3 separate regions of the Danio rerio genome follow, and regions 2 and 3 are each linked to region 1. Evidence: chromatin contacts called from public Hi-C and HiChIP or PLAC-seq data. All regions are on one chromosome and are shown on one strand. Each heading gives the region's core, a stretch centred on a gene start, on an enhancer-like site or on the middle of the called end of the contact. The rest is flanking DNA. Distances are from core to core; before and after follow the strand shown.

Region 1 (4,338 bases), core at 296-2,795:
TAATACTTCAACTAGAGTAATATTTTATTAGGGTTTTATTATCTGTCCTTTCACTCCAGTGCCTGATTTGTGTACCACAACGAGTACTCAAGGGGATGTTATTATTTACATGTATAACTATAAATGTGTGACATTTACCGTTTGCATTTCTGTACTTGGGTAGAGTATGTTTTTCCACTACAACTACAATAATGGACTCAGGGAACCCATTTTGAGGTTACTCTAAAGAACATTAAATGATTAACATCCCAACATAAGGGTGGACAAACACAGTTCTGCAGAGGTTTGATCCAAACACAATCAAATTACACTTATCTGCAGCTTTGACTCAAGTAATATTGAAAATGAGGACTTTATACTTCAACTAGAGTAATATATTATTAGGGTGTCTGTACTTTTTCCATTACTAGTACTCGTACATGTTATCATTTAGATGTACAACTATAAATGTACGACTTTAAGAATTAGCTGAGATATTCACTCTTGCAAAGCGATTAATTGTTAGGTTAGAGCCATTTGCATTTCTGTACTTGGGTAGAGTATTGTTTTGGACTACTACTACAATAATGAACTCAGGGAACCCATTTCGAGGTTACTCTAAAGAACATACAATGATTAACATCACAACATAAGGGTGGACAACCACAGTTCTCCAGAGTTTTGATCCAACCTTAATCAAATATCACCTATCTGTAGCTTTCTAGTAATCCTTGAAGGCCCTTTGAAGTGATTTGAAATTTGTATTTTGCTTTGATGTGTAATTTCATCCGAAACACGAAGTAGCTCCTCCCTTTTGTTAAAAACAGCCAATAAAATCTCGTTTTTATCACAGCTCTGCCAATGAGTGATTGAGCATAAGTGCATCAAAAAAAAAAGCAAAAGAGAAGCGTTTTGAAGAGGCAGAACATGTCAGAAACTAAAGAGCATTTGATTGGTAACGAGATTTGATGAGAAACTGAAGTATAAGGAGATGTCAACAAAATCAAATTGAATAATTTAGGCCGTTAGGATGTTTATATCTTCTAAAAGTGAATTTTGTCACTGTTTTGGAGCACTCAAAACTATATATATTCTTAAGACTAACATACTGATACTAACTATCTCCTAAAAAAAAAAAAAAAAATATATATATATATATATATATATATATACATACACACATATATATATATATATATTTCACTGTGACTTTACAATCTAACTCGCTTGTTCAGGTGTGTTAGATGAGGGTTGGAGTGAAACTCTACAGTACTGTGGTTCTTCAGGAAAGTCCTACAGAAAAGAAAAAAAGGCCAAATTGAGGGTGTCTGGTCCCCGGATCACACACTTACGCTGAGGGGGTTGTGCATCAAAGGGCATCATCATTTTAGGTCTCATCCCCCGACGGCCTGCCAGTGTAGACATGCTGTCCTCTGATTCATGGCCTGCAAATCAGACAGCGACCACCAATCAGACTCAGACAGACTTACCCACCCAACAGGCTCCCAATATAAGCTTTCCCAATGTCAGTTGCCAAGAACTGCAGTAGGATTCTACTGTTTGTCAACTAGAGGGCAGTGTAAACGCACACATCAGAGCTGTAGCACAGGGGAGCAGCAGATGGATATTCACCATTCATGCCACGAAAACAAAGGAAACAAGGCTGCACATCTTTCCATTTAAGCAAGAAACATGCCAATCACAGACAATAGTAAACATGACTTGGAAGCGTCCTTCAGAAGCAGCAGCTGGAATGATGTTATGGATGATGTAGTAGGTGAAATGGTTTAAAGATCCCATGAATTAGCTTCACATTTCTTGTGATCTTATTGAAACCCAATGATGGGGTTGGGCATATCAAAATCCTAAATCTAAAATAGCCTTATGTTAGCATCATAGTACAGCAAAACCAATTTATTGCGTTTTACTATAGAAAGTGAGGGGTCTGGTCTGTTAAACTACTTTATTTATTTCATGGGGTCTTCAAATCAGTGTTCTTACCACGGTAAGAGTTGCGTCTCTGGAGCATAGGATCCATGGAGCCGTCCACCGGCGTGATGTCTTGGGAGGTCCTGGGGATTGGTGTGTCGGTCATGACTGGATTGGGTTCGGGTGATTTGTCTATGGGCTTTAGCTCCAAACGTTCATGGTGGATCCAGAGGTCTGGTGGTTTGAGATCTTTGGAGTTGCCCTTATACTTGTGGGATCCATTGGCGGACTTGCAGGCGGCCCTTTTCCTGGAGATCATATCAAATGGTTTGAGGAAAGCTCGTGGCTAACACATTTATGCCAGGACTGAGGACTAAGACTGATCGTAAATGTGAGATTTGAACTGGAACACTGTGAGGAACTTACTTTTTCTGTTGTGTTGTGGTACGACGTGTACAAAGGAAGGCGCCCACCACCACCACGATGATGGTAAAAGCACCCACGGACACAATGATGACAATAACCAGGATGTGGTTATCACCAGTGCCAGACATGTCTGGTTTCCCTGAAACATGGAAAATCTATGGTCAGAATGTTTATATGGGGGAAAAGTCAAACTTTGAATGTTGGCCTTTCAAGTTTTTGCATGAAAGTTTTGAATGTCAAAACATTCGGACAAAAACAGAAGGTGTTGGTGAAGTGCTGCTATGTGGCTAGGTCATAATATGTAGCTGAAGCATGGCAACAGTTTTGCTAAATGCCAGTTGTGCTAAATGATTGCAAGACACTGCTAAGTGTTTACTATGTTCGTATAAAGGTGTTGTTAGTTTAATGCAATGGTTGCTGGGGGCAAGTTGGTGGTTGTTGCTATTCATCTTAATTCATGAGGTGTAGGGTTGGGTTCATTCACAGGTAGAGTGCTGCTAGGATAAGGAAGGTGTTGCTTGATATTGGACTTATTTTCAGGGACTACAGAAAATAGTTTTACAGCGTTTGCTTGGTGAACAGTGGGGCTAGGATGGACTCTACTTGTTTTGTTTAGAGCATTGCAAGGTGGTTACAAAACACTGCTAGGGTCTTGATTCGTTGTTGGTAAGGTGTTGTTCAAGGGTTGATAGTTGTGGGTAGTTGAAATATATATATATATATATATATATATATATATATATATATATATATATATATATATATATATATATATATATATATATATAGGGGTGGATCATATGTTACTGCTGAGATGTTGCAAGGTGTTTATTGGAGTATTAATAAGTTGCTGATATATTGCTCAAGTGTTGGAAGGAACTGGTTAGGTGTGTTATGAAGAGATTTCTAGATTGTTATTACAGCCCAATGGTTGGACCCGGGGTCACCAAACTTGTTCCTGGAGGTCCTGCAGATTTTAGCTCCAAACCTAATCAAACACCCCTTAACAAGATAATCAAGGTCTGACTAGGTTTACATGAAACTTCCAGAAGGGTGTCTTAGGAAGTTTGAGCTAAACTCTGCAGGGACACCGGCCCTCCAAGACTGAGATTGGTGACCCCTGGGTTTGATAGTCAGACTGTAACCTGAAGGTTACAAAAATAGGATGCCATTAATTGACATACCAGGTCTCGCACCTACAAAAGCCACCTCTTGTTCATTGTGTTACGTCCTATGAGGAGCAAGTAATTGATAACTTAAGGAAAAAAGGCCTAAATTGGCAGATCCTACTGCAGCAAAACCATTTTAAAAAATATTTTGCACCATTTTTTTTCTCTTCAACTGATTTGAGAGTAACTCATGTGATATTCCAGTTCTGTGCATAAATTTAACTCACATCTTTGGGTTGAAACATAGCTACTTTTGGTAGGGACTACTGGGCAGTTTTTATAGCACTGGCAGGTTGGTGCTAGGTCTTTGAGACACTACAAGGGCACTGGTTGTAATAGAATCACTATGTAATTTAAAGAACAGTACTATGGTGTGTTTTTGGTTGTTTTTCTGATACACAGCAAGATATTTGCAGGGTGTATAAAAAAAAATAAGAAGAAGAAAAAACAGCAATTACCAGGTGATCCAAAGCCGTTATCTGGTGCAGAAGGTCTTCCTTGTTTCACAGATATGCCTGGAGCTACGAGAGGTCAGATAAAAATAATTGGAAAGTGGCACATTGGAATCTCCAATTCTCAAGTAAAGTTTACACCAAGAAAAATGTTCCAGTTATTACAAAAATAACAAGCAATTTACACATATAAACCAGCAGCTGTCCTTTAGAGAAAAGCGTGGCACTCATCTTTTAAACCAAAAACGTGCTTGGAAAAGACTGTTAGTAGTATGAGGTGTAGCCACATGTGCATGTTGCTGATAAACTCTAAGTAAATGGCAGTCAGGCAAACAAATAAGATGTTTTCCTGCCTATACACCAGCTGGATTGTATCGTGCCTG
Region 2 (4,823 bases), core at 2,284-4,783, 320 kb after region 1:
GGAGTCTAACAGTACTCGGGTATATAAATTGAATAATCACAATGAAAAAAAAAAGCTTGTTTGTTATACTTTGCTTTGTCTTGTTTCTACTTCAAATATCTAATTCTTAGATTAAGAAAAAAAATAGTGTTCAACTTCACAAAAAATAGAAAATAATTAAGAGGTTTTCCTTAAAACAAGCAAAATTATCTGTCAGTGGGGTTAGCAAAATAATCTTGTTTTTGTTTTGAAATGTAGATATTTGAACAAGAAAAAAGAACTTTGCATAAGCCATATAAATTCAGTAATTAAACACAATTCTGTAGCTCCTGGTCAACTATAATTCAGGCTCAAAATCTTGCGATGTGACTATTGCGGATGAGCACATTGAGATATCAATGCCTAAAACGATATATTGTGCAGCCCAAATATGCACACATCAACACATTATATTAGATGATATGTGTCATAGTACTATAAGGAAAGATTTCCATGTTTGCCCAAAGCCCAACACTGAAATTCTGTCATCTTTCATCTTAAATGTGCCGTGTTTTTATATTGATTTTAATTTTATGAATCGTTCACGCATGAAATGATAATCTCCATGCAATCACTGCTTAATCAAAGGTGATGTAAATGATCATTAGCAGAGTCAGCACATATGTAGACTTTTTAATTTCATGCAAAAGACAAAAATATATATATATTATTGCATTTAAATAGTAAATTATGTCCTATTTAGCCACATAAATAATTGTGAAAGCAACACAATTACATTTTCAAGCACTTTATCCAAAATCATAGCACTTTCCAAACGTTAAAACGCTACATTAAAATGCAAACACTTTAAAACAAACCCAGCACAGTAAAAAAATGCTGATTTATTCTAGTCAAATTTAAGACTTTTTAAGACACTTTTAGGACCATTATGAAAGAAATTATAGACTTATAAAGGGCTTAAAAATTAAGGATTTGTTTTTCTAATGGGTTAGCTAGTTTTGGCATTAATGGAAGTTCATGTAGAGGGATGTGTTGCTTTAGTTTTCTTTCTCTGATTGGAGAACAGAATTTGCAGTAAAAAGGTCTAGCAGCTGTTGTGAATGGTATCTCTTTGCAATAAAAAAACTTAAATATATATTAAAAAAAGGTTTTGAGTTGGATTATTGGTAATTGGGTATCGGCTGGATAGGGAAGCTTTACCTGGACATAGGAAAATTAAGACCTGTTTAAAATGATTTAGGTCCTACAACTCAATATTTCAGTGAACTTAAGACTTTAAGGCCTGAAACTTTGTTTTTGAAATTTAAGACTTTTCAAGACCTTGCAGATCCCCTGGTTCCACACAATGCCTACATGTTGTTTCAACACAATTACTAACTTGCGCGTTTTTTTACAAATTTAAGTGGATTGAACATAAAACAATTATGTTGTCCCAAACAAAACTCAAGAATTGTGTTCTTTCAACTTGTATTAAATAAGTAGCTTGAACAAGAACAACGAACAAGTTGTATCACTGTTATCTGCGAGATGTAGGAGACCTAACCTTTTCGAAACTGCTTATGGTTTACATTTGTGAGCTTCGGAACCTCAAAAAAAATGTGTTTTAAATAAACACATATTTTCAGAGTGGGGACCCCACAATTAGTAACATGAAACTCACTCTCCGCATGTAGGTCCAATTCTCTGGAATCAATCAAAACTCCCAAAGGAACTCCCTGTTCCCCCCCCTTAATCTCCTGGTTTTATTACTTTCCAGACAGAGTCTGCCCATTCCACCCAGCCCCCCATTCCTCTCTTTTGTACTGATCTCCAGCAAAGCCTGTGATTTTTTACCACAGCACATTGCTTTTCATGCAGCAGAGCAGCTTTCATCAGCCTCCGCACGCAAGACAGCCCAGCCGCAAACTCCACCACGGCCTGCTCTCACCCTACGTGATCTTAATAAACAAGCACACCTATCCATACTGTAGTGAAAACATGTTGGACGGAGAGTTAAATGATGCATCGTGCACATTTAGCAAGAGCTTTATAATAATCACTATGAATGAATAGTAATAAAGAACAAACAAAAGATTGATTGATTGCAATTTATACTCTCAAAAATGGCATATTTACACAGCTTTGTTAAGGCTGCTCTTTTTGCAGCTCAATATTCTGTGCCAGAATGTAATGAAATGACACATGAACAGCCCTAAAATAAAAAATGGTAGCTCTGACCCAGCTCAGTTCCTGAATCAAAGGCAAGTCTAATGCAGTGTAACTAAAATGTAACAATCACAATCGTTCTCATGTCGGAGTATGTTTTTATTATTCATAAATGTGCTTAAATTCATCATTTCTTTTATTAAATTGAAAACACTTTGTGCAGGCTTTAAAAGTCTGTATAAATATACAATTTGAGGGCATTCTGCATTACCTTTAGACACTTTTTATCTCAGGTGTGTTTTCTTTTAGGTTTCAAGCTGATGAAAGTAATTTAATTTCACTTTTCAATGCAGAACTGCATCAAGACCAATAAAAAGTGTACATATTCTTCCCAAATGCCCTTTTTAATTTTTTTTTTCAAGCATGCATTGAAAAACAAATTCAACTTCTAGCATATCTGCACTGTACAACAATGTTTAAAATCCTAATATAAACTTCTTATGTGTAGTATGATGCAAAAGAAACACTCTTTAAGCCCAATAGAAATTAGGTTATTAGCCTAAAATGAACAATCATTTACGCTGTTTTCCATCAAGCCAGTTTGGTGACTCATTTGTTAATAATAATGAGATTTTCTATTCAGGTGGACATGTTAAGGTGTTAATGCAGATCATACATTTTCCATAAATTAGATTTTCAGAGCAAATATGAAGACCACGGCTGGATTAGACGTAATGTTTTGATTAATGGGGCTGTCAGCAGTACGTGTTCAATGAACTGGATAAATACCATTGATTTTCAAAGTTAGTTGAGATTAAAATGTTAGTCACACACACTCGTTCCTGCACATATTTACACATATTTCACACTCTTGGGAACAACAGGGAGCGGGCTGCGCCGCAGAAAGTTTGAATGCTCTTCAATCCCATTCTTACCTTTTTCAGCATGTGAAACTGTGATCGTGAGGCAGAAAAGAGAGAGGAGCAGCCGGGCTCCCCGCTCCGCCATCACTTTAAACACGAATAAAAGAAGTGTGAAAAGCCACGGAATCAATCCTTATTTAAAATCCCTCTGATCGTGCGCACGGAGCAGTTCAACAGTGTGAACACATCCGGAACGAGTTACTTCCGAAAGTTGCCGAAGGAAACATGAAGCTCGTTGAGCAGAGACACACGACCAGTCGCAGAAATGCGCTTTGAAACTTCAACAGGCGACCGAGAAAAATCAAAGTCAATCCATATTTCCGAGATTAGACCAACGCCGAGCTGGAGTGTAGCGAAATGCGAGGCGTCAGCGCAGACATAATGTGTAAAGGTGAAGAGAGAGAGAGAGAGTCAGTCCGGACGGTTGGAGATATTTTTCACTGATCTCACTGAGAGAGAAAGAGAGCAGTAGGAATTCAGATCGGAACCTGGGAAAGCCGGAAGTGGATTTCAAAGAGATCGGGATTCACCTTACTTGGCAACCACAAAAGCCTGAAATGGCGTTAAAAATGTTTTTTTCTAGACAACAATTTGAAGTCTTTTTTTTTTTTTTAGATAGATTTATAATTATATTATTGTTAAAAGTGATTTGTTACCACTATCATACCCTCTTATATATAGGGTACGGTAGTGGTTATAAAAATCACTTATATTGTAAACTTTACATTTATGGGGCTAAAATCAAGAAAATCGTTCATTCATTCGTTCTCTTTTTGGCTTAATCCCTTTATTAATCTGGGGTCGCCACAGCGGAATGAACCGCCAACTTATCCAGCATATGTTTTACGCAGTAGATGCCTTTCCAGCCGTAACCCATCCCTCGGGAGACACTCATACACTCTCATTATCACACATATACAATATGAACAATTTAGCTTACCCAATTCACCCATACCACATCTTTGAACTTGTGGGGGAAACCGGAGCACCTGGAGGAATCCCGGGCAAACGCGGGGAGAACACACAAATTTCACGCAGAAATGCCAACTGACCCAGCCGGGGCTCAAACCAGCAACCTTCTTGCTGTGAGGTGACAGCGCTACCCACTGCCCTGCCTAAAATCAAGAAATAATTTTTATTATTGGTTTTAAATTAAACTGCATGGGTCACCCCAAAGTGCAAATTTGCTACTATTTTACTCACCACATAACATACAAGCAGGGGTGAATTTAACCAATAAGCGAGGTAAGTGGCCGCTTAGGGTCCCAGAAAATCTGGGGGACCCCAATAAATATCTAGAAGTATAAATGATCTATAAACAATATATAACATCGTTTTCTATCATATTTTGTATAGTGAGAGTCAAGCTAATAAAATTTGAACACAAATATTATTTAATATGCGATAAAATGTAATATTATTTATTATAATAATGTATCGTTATGTAATGATAATATTATAAAACAAAATATCCACCACCCCAAGTCATGGAGCAGTCCAGCAGTCAAATTTACAAAATTATTTTTAGTTGTAAATTCATTTTAAGGAAACAAATAATTTAAAATGTAGAGAATGCATTAAGATAAAACCTAGAAAAGGGTTAAGTGATATATTTAAAAATAAACAAAATAAATAAAAGTTAAATATAAGTACAAGGGGAGCACCTCAGGACTTGGGCCCCATGGCTGAATTTGCTGAGGGCTCTTAAATCTCTAAATCCACCCCTACATACAAGATCACATATACAATGCAAACAGGAATATTTTTCACGAGTGA
Region 3 (4,827 bases), core at 104-2,603, 380 kb after region 1:
AAAATGAATGAATGATGCAAAGAATGGTCAGGCAAGCAACGGTCAACACAGGGGCAAACAGATGTACACAGAGTTCCGAGTCCAGAGTCGTAGTCAAATAACAGGCGAGTGGTCAGAAGGCAGGCAGCAGACAATGTACATAAACAAAGCAAGGCAAGGGTCTAACATGGCAAAACAAGGCAGGGAAAACACATCGTAACGTTCACAATACTGCTTACAAGACTAAGCAAATGGTAAATGGTCCTTGAAATCAGTTCATAAGCAGCTCCCAGCATGTGTATTCTACTAAATGGGGAACAGGTGCATGTGAGCGGTGCATGACTAAATCTTGTGGTCCATAGACTGGCGGATTTGCAGAGCTTAAGCAATCTGCATCTTAGATCCACTAGATAGCTGGTGATCATAACACCCTGTCTATTGACCTGCCTTTGGATCGCCCATTTGTTGTCTGATTGCAATATCAGTACCATTAATAAAGCAATGCAGATAAATCAACCGGCTTCGGAATCATCACAACACATTGTTTCCAAGTTCTTCTTTTGTAGTTATTTTAGCGAAACTAACTCAGAAGAAACAGCATAGTAATGTAACATTACAATTCCTAAACATTAACATTGTATGGTAAGGGGTTACTTTTAAATAACAGTAACAAATAATCTGTAATGTTTAACAGTTTGGAAGTAGCTTGCATAAAATTAATGATAATAGAAATCACCCAAATTCATTCATTCATTTTCTTTTAGGCTTAGTCCCTTTAATAATCCGGGGTTGCCACATCGGAATGAACCGCCAACTTGTCCAGCACTTGTTTTACGCAGCAGATGCCCTTCCAGCTACAACCCATCTCTGGGAAACATCTATAAACACTCATTCACACACATACACTACGAACAATTTAGCCTAACCAACTCACCTGTACCACATGTCTTTGGACTGTGGGGGAAACCGGAGCACTCGGAGAAAACCCACGCGAACGCAGGGAGAACATGCAAACTCCACACAGAAACGCTAACTGATCCAGCCGAGGTTCGAACCAGCAACCTTCTTGCTGTGAGATAACAGCACTACATACTGCGCAACTGCGTCGCCAAAATCACCCAAATAGCCCTGAAAAAAACATAATATCATAGTTAAAGAGGTACAGTATATCAACAGCCAACACAATACCTGTTCATGACTAATTCTCCTGTACTCCAGCAATATTATCCTGCTCACTCACCGACTGCTTGAGTAATACTTGAGTCTGTGTTAAGGTGGGCCTTAGGGCAAGTGTGATGTATTGAACATAATAAGTAACAGGTGTGTGGGCTGGAGGGGGTGTGAGGCTTCCAGCTGTCCCAGCAGTCTCAGGTCATGTCCTCCCCATCTGCCGCTTCAGCTCCCTGTGTTTCCCAACACCTGAAGTGCGTCTGTTAGGTGATGCCCTCGTTCTTTCAGCCAGGGGTCAGAACCCTCTCCACTAATGCTGCCAGTCCTCAAGAGGAGGCTGGAACCCTGTTGCTCATCCAATGTGTCTCTCTGAAACACATTTATGAAAGAGAAAACAGCCTTTTAGTGGTGGTATTATTTAGACAATAACAATATGCATTTTTAAACATGTTTCTTAACATAATAGTTTTAATAACTCATTTCTAATAACTGATTTCTTTAACCTTAGCCATGATGACAGTACATAATATTTTAGATATTTGTCAAGATACTAGTATTCAGCCTAAAGTGACATTTAAAGTCTTAACCAGGTTAATTAGGAAACTCACTGTATAATGATGGTTTGTTCTGTAGACAATAGAAAAGAATATGGTTAAGAGGGCTAATAATTTTGACCATAAAATGGTTTTAAAAAAAATTAAAAACTACTTTTATTCTAGGTAAAGTAAAACAAGTAAGATTTTCTCCAGAAGAAAAATTATTATAGAGAAGATTGTGAAAATTCTCTTGCTCTGTTGAACATAATTCGGAACATTTGAAAAAGTCTGAAGTTAAACTGTATGTCCTAATGTTTGTATATTTGGTCTTTGGCAGAATACAGTGCTGCCGGGTGAGCATGTATTTGAAATGCAGCCATACGAAATTCTGGCTACATAATTTGCGATGTCTAAAAATGTATATAGGGCTACGTTTTCAGAATGAGCCAATGATGATATTTTTGCACCCTCAGATATTTAAATATAAATCTCGACCAAATATAGTACTTTACTAACAAACCATACACGAATGGAAAGATTATTTATTCAACTTTCATAATGCATAGATCTCCATGGCAATGAGATGCATAATCTCAATATATATATATATATATATATATATATATATATATATATATATATATATATATATATATATATATATATATATATATATATATATATATATATATATATATATATATATATATATATATATAAATATAAAACTGACACCTGTTATGACTTGTTTTGTAGTCCTGGGTCACATTTAAGTTTCCAGAAAAAAAGTTTTTAAATGCTTAGTTCACCCAAAAATTTAAATTTTATTAATTACTAAAATATTAAAAATTTTAGATGAAATCCAAGAGCTCTCTTATCCTCTATGTCTGTTTACTATGGGCAATGGGATGCTTGCATGTTGGCCTGCTGACTCTAATTGCAATACAATGTAGTAACCATAGTAAAAATGTACCAAGCCTTTTGCAGAAGAATATATATAGGCAATCAAAATAGTTTTACAGTTTTGTTTTTGGCACTTAAATGTGTTCTTGGAGCTTCGTTTAATTACAGTTGCACCACTAAAGTCATATGGAATTGACAGTGTTAATGGTTTCTTTTCTGTACCTTGAATTTCTAAGGAAGCTTGCTGTCTATAGAGGATGAAAGACCATCGGAAGTATCATTATTTGTGTTCTGATGAAGAACGGTCTGATGAAGATCTTTTTCCACTTTAAAAAAACTTTTTTGGCATGAAATGTTTGGGAGTTGAAAGGTTCTTCATGGAACTGTTGGTGCCAATAAATGTGTACATGTATACCATTTTAAAATCTTTATTCTTAGATATGCAATAAGGTCAGCTGCATGAATATTTTGTTCCTTCTTTTTCCATCGCTAATGTTTGACTGCAAAAAAGTTTTGTTTTAAAAGCTGCTCCAGGGTAAACATCATAGCTTCCAGCTCCAACAACAATCAGACCAGAGTAAATCACTAAATTTTTCATCTGCTTTATCTGCAACTGTCTCCTAGTCTGACAACCTTAATTCAAATTATGCCTGTTTGAATGAAATCGATCCAAAGAGGCATAATTTCAGACCTGACCAGAAAGCAACCCCTAGCAATGCAATTATGTTTTAAGGGCATTTGTTACTTGTCCATAGGCTCTCTTAAACACAGTAATTGCATTGCCCGGTCGCTCTAGCCAAGTATTTATAACAATGCAATGACCGCTTAGGGAGCTATTACAGTGTAGGGCCGGCTGTGATTGATGGGATATCAAAGTGACCCCACCAATAGCCTTTTGCAATAAATGCAGCCTTTGTTCATGTGAGCAGAATCCAACACTCTTACCTGCAACCTGAATGATCAAAATGGTGCGTAGACTCGCAGCTTTTTAGCACTTTTTTGGGGTATTAAATATACTTTCTTATATTCTAGAACTGAACTAGAGAACTAGCCTCACACTAATTTGAAACAGAGGCTGTGTCCGAAATCGAATACTTTCATACTATAAAGTATGTTAAATGCAGTATGTGAGAAGTAACCGGATGACCTACTACTTCCAGAGAGATTCTGAAGTGTGCATCAGATTTACGCTACAGTTTTCCATGATGCCCCGCAAGAGAATTCATGAATGGGAATAGGCAATTTCAGATAAATCTTGTTGTCAAAAATATGCAAATAAGAACATATCACACTGTTATATAACAATCAATAATATGCAATGGGCTCTATTTTGACGGTCCATGCGCAGAGCGCAAAACGCAGGGCGCAAACGCTTTCAGGGTGTGTCAGGACACGTTTTTGCTAATTTAAGGAAGGGAAATCTGCCTTCCGCCGTGGTGCATGGTCTAAAAGGGTTGAGTTTATTTTCTTAATGAGTTATAGGTGTGTTTTGAGAATAAACCAATTAGAGTCTCATCTCCCATTCCCTTTAAGAATCAGCTGCGTCGTGCCAAGAGCGCATTCGCTATGTACAGTACGCAAAGTAAGTCTAAGTGGAAAAAATGAGCATTTCACAAGCAAACAGTTAACAGTTTTTTTTAACTGAAAACTGTTAAACAGAGCATCTACTGCGTGAGAATGAGAGATAATGGATCTACTTTCACATTCGCTCTTGGATAGGGAAACCTTTACGAACAGACATCAATTAGTCTATAAATAAATACTTTTGTTTGTTAAGTGCAAATATTCGTTTCAAAACTATTTCTAAATTCAGTTCTAATTTCCAGCAAACGAATAAATGAATAATAATAGCAAAATGTGCTCAAAAACCTGAGTTATATCCTAAAACACATGCTGTGCCCCATATGGTCTAAAACCTGACAGGTGGGCAAATCTAAGCTTGTTTTTAATAAAACAAATATAAATATGGATATAATAAATAATACTGCTAATAATAATAACATTATACAAAAGCAAATTGCTATGAATGAACTGAAAAAGTCTCCCGAGATGATGAAGACATAAAAGCAGTGATTTTTCATATTTATGTAGGCTAGAAAATAATATGTTTTGTAATATTTTAATCCTTTATATTTATCTCCTATATCTATTCTAATTATATCCTATATATATCCTTAATATTTAAATTTTTTCATATGTAAAGATATTTGCCTATTGCTCTCTTGTGCATATTAAGCAG

The links. Hi-C and Micro-C count contacts between places; a contact is called where the count stands out from the background. HiChIP or PLAC-seq counts read pairs in DNA pulled down with a chosen protein or histone mark.
Region 2: a contact with region 1 is called in an H3K4me3 HiChIP or PLAC-seq map of embryo, with 6 times the contacts expected there. The contact joins the promoter of neo1a here to the enhancer-like site in region 1. A contact is called at or near these places in 4 of 18 Hi-C or Micro-C datasets (caudal fin, embryo, fibroblasts and 1 more) and 2 of 4 datasets of contacts at active chromatin or transcription factors (caudal fin and embryo).
Region 3: a contact with region 1 is called in a Hi-C map of embryo, with 3 times the contacts expected there. The contact joins two enhancer-like sites. A contact is called at or near these places in 5 of 18 Hi-C or Micro-C datasets (caudal fin, embryo, skeletal muscle and 1 more) and 1 of 4 datasets of contacts at active chromatin or transcription factors (caudal fin).

The regions. Positions count from the first base shown.
Region 1 is chr7:69,030,173-69,034,510 of GRCz12tu, reverse strand. neo1a (neogenin 1a) reads right to left here. Exons shown (of 29, transcript NM_173218.2): 22 at 3,962-4,024; 23 at 2,335-2,473; 24 at 1,981-2,216; 25 at 1,332-1,424. Among named protein-coding and RNA genes, the nearest start is that of rps17, 22 kb to the left of the region's middle. Within about 2 kb of position 1,545, at least 3 of the 62 cell types and tissues checked have an H3K27ac peak or open chromatin away from gene starts, as enhancers often do.
Region 2 is chr7:68,707,857-68,712,679 of GRCz12tu, reverse strand. It overlaps neo1a (neogenin 1a), which reads right to left and starts at 3,533. Exons shown (of 29, transcript NM_173218.2): 1 at 3,060-3,533. The coding sequence starts at 3,132.
Region 3 is chr7:68,646,722-68,651,548 of GRCz12tu, reverse strand. It overlaps LOC110439947 (a long non-coding RNA gene), which reads right to left. Exons shown (of 3, transcript XR_002459297.3): 2 at 1,220-1,518; 3 at 914-1,107. Among named protein-coding and RNA genes, the nearest start is that of chrna7a, 25 kb to the right of the region's middle. Within about 2 kb of position 1,353, at least 3 of the 62 cell types and tissues checked have an H3K27ac peak or open chromatin away from gene starts, as enhancers often do.